Regions from separate parts of the Pan troglodytes genome. Here region 1 is linked to region 2. Evidence: chromatin contacts called from public Hi-C data. All regions are on one chromosome and are shown on one strand. The core of a region is the stretch at or near the end of the contact, and the rest is flanking DNA. Distances in the headings are between cores, read along the strand shown.

Region 1 (2,700 bases), core at 113-2,612, 190 kb before region 2:
GAAACTCAAGGTTTCATGAGGACACCGGGGGGCGGGAGCACCTTCAGGCCTCTGTGGCTAACTCAGGCACAATCTGTGCTCAATAACTCCAAAACATAGGCCACTGTGGGCCATGAGCAGCTCCCTCCTTCCTGCCTTAATGAGCACAGTGTGGAGACTGAACCTCAGTCTCCTAGAGGGATGGAATTAAAGGAATTGGGTCAGCCCACTCATCTTACATCTGGGCGTACCAGGCGGTGACACACCCAGGCTGCATAGCCACACAATGCGCACCCTTGGCTGGCCCAGCTCTGCTCCCCTCCAGGCCCAGCAGCCTCCTTCAGCTGCTGAAGCTGAGGGCACTGGGGTGCTAAGGTCCTCACAGGCTGATGCTTTGGGCAGGTGCTGGGAGGCGAGGAAGAGCCCATGGCACCATCTGACTTCTCAAGGTGCCCTGGCAGGGTATCTTCCTGAGATCTCCTGGGGAGGTGGCCAGATGAGAGAGATCAGAAAGGAGGGCAAAACCGCAGAGGCCAGAGCTGAGCTCTCCATCTTGTGCAGTCACCAGGCACTAAGGCCAGAGAGAAGAGGAGAGCCCTGAGCGCACAGTCAGGGAAGGCCTTGTGCAGAGGCGGCGCCTGGGCAGGACAGGAAGGATGGGCAGAGGGGGTGGCAGATGGCAGACAGCAAGGACAAAGGGGAGGAGGTGGGAAGGTCCCCAGACGGCATGGAAGACAGAAAGGGAAGCCCCTCCAGCCATTCCTGCCGGAGACCCTGCCAGGGCCCAAGGGTGGGCTTGGCAGACTGAAGGGCTCCTTGCCAAGGCTGATAAAGGGAGTCTCTCACTAACTGGAAACAGGGGGCTGAGAGCCCTGTGAGAAGGGTCTGGATTCTGGTGACAGGAAGATTGGCAGGGCTGGGGATAGTGGCTTGGAGCCCCCAGGGCCTGGTCCCAGAGGCTCAGACAAATGCCATGGTCCCAGGAGGCCCTTCCTTGCAGTAAGCAAAGATTTCCTTAGTTCTTTTGACTACTCCCTGGGTCAGGTGACTTCACCTCTCTGAGCCTCCGTTTCCTCCTCTGTAAAATGGATGTGTAACCTGATAGGCTTGTTTTGAGTAGTTGCTGAGATCACAGGCCTGGCACAGAAAAGCGCCCTTCAGTTGCGGGCTCCGTGCCCCCTCGCCCAGCACCCTGTGCACCCCTCTGGTTTCTCTAGTTATTCACCAACTCTGCCCTGGTGCACTGCCTGCCTAGGGCTGAATGGAGCAGTGCGGGGGTAAATCAAGCCCACATGTCTATCACCAGGCACTAAATCTCCCCAGGGACATTCCTTACTGTAGCAGTAATGCCGCCAGCTCCAGGGAACAGGGTTGCACCATAGGGCAGGCTCCCCACACCCGGGAGGCTTAAAGGGCCAGCTCCAGCAGAAGCAGCAGGCCCAGCCTTACATGGGCACAGACGTGTCAGCAACAACAGCACCCCGCTGCAAAAATAAACAAGCAGCACCGCCGCGTCCAGAGACTCACAGAGTAGGGGATCAGAGCTCAGGCTCTGAAGTCAGACCAGGTCTCATTCCCAATTGAGCCACTAAGCCATGTGGCCTTGGACAGGTTACTCCCCTCCCTGCTGTCCACCTCGGTTTCCTATTGGGCTGGCAGGTCTATAGTGAGGACTGAAACGCTGAGAATCCCTGGTGCACATCAAACACTCCCTTGTAGCGCCATTGTTATTTATCAAGTGCCACGCACATGTGATTTGGTCCACTCCAAAGTTTCCTAAGGAAGAGACTGCTATTGTCCTTAAATTTCCAGAGGAGAAATAAAACCAAATCTCGGGCTTGTTTGGGCTGTGTGATCAATGGTCATCGCGGGACACTTGGCACTTGACCTGTGCTCCATGCAGTGAAGGGGATGGGCCCAGGCCCGGGCACTGGGAGTCCTGGCTGCTGTGCCTGCTGCACCCGCCCACTGCCCTGTCCTCCCTGGCTCCCCACCGCAGGCAGTCGTCAGGGCCGGCTTTCCCTGGCCTGGTCTGATCACAAACCAGGAAGGACGGCACAAGAACTGATCTTTGTTGAGCCCCACTGGGTGAGGAAGGCCCCTTCGCTCCCGATCCTCCCCCAGCTCTGCCGGGAACTGCTTTGGAGAAGAGCAACTGGAGGATCAGAGAGGCTGTATGCCTGCCCTAGGTCACTCGGCTGGTGGGGGCATCGCCAGGAGTAGAGCCTGGCCAGCTTTGAAGCCAGCGTTCTTTCCTCTCTAGCCCACGTGCCTGGTTCAGTCTACAGTACCCCTCACTCCCAGAAAAAGAACAAAAGCATTCAACCCATGGCCTGTCTTCTGGGCTGCGAGGGACGGCCCTTTTATTTATGACAACCGGCTGGCCAAGATCAAAATGACCAGTGGGAAACACCAGTCTCTGTGGATGACTTTGTCATCAGATCACTCGAGAGAAAAGAGCATTTATCTGTCAGAGGCTCACTCTTCCTCTGCAATACCTTCTGAAATTATTGAGGGGATTTAAAACAGGAAAATACAATGTTTTCCTCATGAAAAGAACGTTTCTATTAGAGAAAGCAGAGGAAATACAGAGAGATGGGGTCGGGGGAAGCCCTTAACCTCCCACCCGAAGGTAACCATTAACCTGTCTGTGCCTTCCTCTATCAGCTTTTCATTCTTTTTCAGCAAACATTTGTTGAGATCCTCCCTTCAGTGGTGCCG
Region 2 (2,700 bases), core at 171-2,670:
TGGCTCATTCAAGTCCTGAAAAGGACAGCGGAGTCGAAAGCACTTGCAGCATTTTGGCGCGGGCACATTTTTCTCCTTCTTTTAAAGTTCCGAAAGATTTTTCTCTCCCTGATTTTTATATTTAGACAGTGTTAGAAATTTGCAATCTGGGGCCGGGGGGGGCGGATTCCAGAAAGGAGCCATACCCTTTGTTAACTACGACTCTGCCTCTCGGGCGAGGGGTCTGCTGCAGCTGCCAGGCAAGCCGAAAGGCACGGGGCTGTCCCCGAGCCGCGGCTTTCTCTGTGTAAATGATGGACCTGTTGAGAAGCCTGCCTTCCGCCCGATTCCGGTGCCCACACAATCGGAAGAGAGGTTGCCTAGCTCTCCCCAGCGAGGCTTCAGCAATCCTGGCAAGCCCACGCCGCCGGTGATGGAAGCGGCCCCAGGGGCCTCTCACGCAGGCACACACACACACAGACACACACACAGATACACACACACTCTCTCTCCTCCGGCCCACGTATATCAACAAGCACACACATCTCCATCCACACTGCTAAGCCTACACTCCGATCGTGGGAAACAAAAACATTAAGCAATCACCAAGCAAGTGCCCGCAGAGCCAGGGCCGCGCGCATCTGCCGGGAGGGGGACGCGCGCCCAGAGGCGCTGGGGCCCGATTCCGGAGAGCAGGGGTGGAGGGCCAGGCGCTCGGCGGCGGGGGGTTGAGGCAGCAGGCAAGGGTCTGCGGCCTGGGGGAAGAGGACTGCAACCCGGGCGGAGCGCGCAGGGCCACGGCCGAAGGAGCTCTGCCGGGAGTCCAGGCTGCCCCAGGGCGCGCGGGCTGCGGTGGCGGCGGCGGCAGCCGGAGCTAGCAAGGAAAGGGAGAGCGGGAGCGAGCGGGGACCGCGGCAGACAGCCGGAGGGCCGGACCCACCTGTCTCGGCGAAGCTGATGATTTCGGAAACGCGCTCCTGGCCGTCGGCGCCCGGGCTGGCGTGGCCGTCGAGGTGCGGGATCTCCACGCGGCCGTCCTCGCGCACCTTGCCCGCGTGCAGCTTGCGCAGGGCCGTGACCATGGCGGCCTTAGGCACGGCGTGCGTGATGTTGGGCCGGCCCCGCATCTGCAGGCGGCTCAAGATGTGCCGCTTCACCGCCTCCAGGAAGTCGCCGTCCACTCGGCCGAGCTCCTCTGGCCGCCGGAAGCCGCCGCACGACGTACAGGTGTCCTGCGAGCCACCCGGGGCTCCGGGTGGCGGGGGTGGCGGCGGCGCGGCAGGCGACGGCGGGGGCGTGGGTGAGCCCCAGGCCTCAGGCCCCAGCCAGCCGACCGCCAGCAGCAGAAGGCAGGCGGCCCCCAGCGCCCGACCGGGCAGCCCGTCCATGGTGCGCCGCTGGCGACGAGGGCGCCCGCCGGGAGGCGAGCCGAATCGAGCCGAGCGCAGGGCCGGGCTCCGGGCTCCGGGCGCGCCGCCCCGCCCCGCCCCCGCCCGCGCCCGCGCCCGCGCCCGCCCGGGCCTCCGCCCGCCCGCCCGCCGGGAGGGCTGCCGCCGGCTCACAGGGGGAGGGGGCCGGCCGGGCCTCGGGGGTTCCCGCGCGGCAGGGAAGGGGCGCCGAGGGCCCCGGGGGCCCGAGGGGCGCGCCGGGCGGGGCGGAGGTCGCGGGTCACTGCCGCACGGGCGTCTCGGGGCGCCTCGGCATCTGCAGCCTTCTCCCCATCCTTTCCGCGTCGGGGGCCCCGCAGCCCTGGTTCGGGTGAAGCGAAAGCAGCGGCAGTGGGAGCGGCGGTTCGGCCGGCGGCTGGGGAAGGTGGCGAAAGAGCGGGTCCACGCAACTTGGCTGAGACGGAAGCGAAGGCGCTGGAGCCCCCCGGAGCGGAGCCGGGCGCGGCTTGGCGCGGCGCTGCGGCGGGCGCTGCGGCGGGGCCCCGCGCTCGCACCTGAGCGCCTCGCCCTCACTGCCTCGCGCCAGGAAGGGCCGCCGGCGGCGGAGACGGGCAGGTCGTCCTCGCCGCGGGCCGGCGGGCAGTGGCGCGGAGCAAGCTTGGTGCCCGGGAGAGCCGGCCGCGCGGGCCCGCTCACAGGCGGCGCCGAGCCCTCGGCCGCGGGCCTTGCAGTCCTCCCGGCGCGTCACACGGCAAAGTTGTCTCCAGGCTCCCTGGGCGCCGCATCCACGGGCGGGCGGCCGCAGCGCGCTTCGCCGGGGCCTCTGCTCCGCCCGCCTCCTCGCAGCCTCCCTCCCTCCTTCCCTCCGCCTGCCTGCACGGCCCGGCCGGGCGCGGGGCGCCGGGCGAGGAAGGCGAGGGGGAGGCAGGGCCCTTCTCGCCCCTGTCTCTTCTGCCTGCCGCGGCGGCGGCGAGGTCGGCTCGAGCGCCGAAAAGTCTCGCAGCGTCCCCGGGTGCAGTGCCCTCGCTCGCGCTCGCACTGGCACCCGCCGCAGGGCCGGGAGAGAGCGGGCGGGCGGCGGCGGCGTCCCCGCGCCGGGCCGCGGCACGGAGTGCGGAGCTCGCCGAGGAGGAGTTCTTCTCTTTGGCCTCTCTTCTTTTACTCTCCCCGTTTTTTCTCCCAAGGGGGAAAAAAGCCGCACAATCTCCGTATGTGCGCGCGCGTTGAGATAGACGTTGGCAGAAAAAAGGGGGGGAGGGAGGGTGTCGTCCTGCCCGTGCGAGAGGAGACGGTCCGTACCTCCCCGCTCGAGCTTCCCGGGGTGGGGGGAGGA

What was found. A called contact is a pair of places that touch in the nucleus more often than the background predicts.
Region 1: a contact with region 2 is called in a Hi-C map of induced pluripotent stem cells, with 3 times the contacts expected there. The contact joins the enhancer-like site here to the promoter of INHBB in region 2. A contact is called at or near these places in 2 of 7 Hi-C or Micro-C datasets (both in induced pluripotent stem cells).

The regions. Positions count from the first base shown.
Region 1 is chr13:21,221,968-21,224,667 of NHGRI_mPanTro3-v2.0_pri, reverse strand. No RefSeq gene overlaps it. Among named protein-coding and RNA genes, the nearest start is that of INHBB, 190 kb to the right of the region's middle. Within about 2 kb of position 1,362, at least 3 of the 24 cell types and tissues checked have an H3K27ac peak or open chromatin away from gene starts, as enhancers often do. A contact at or near this core is called in induced pluripotent stem cells, where this site is marked.
Region 2 is chr13:21,027,862-21,030,561 of NHGRI_mPanTro3-v2.0_pri, reverse strand. It overlaps INHBB (inhibin subunit beta B), which reads right to left and starts at 1,420. Exons shown (of 2, transcript XM_016949618.3): 1 at 920-1,420. The coding sequence starts at 1,367.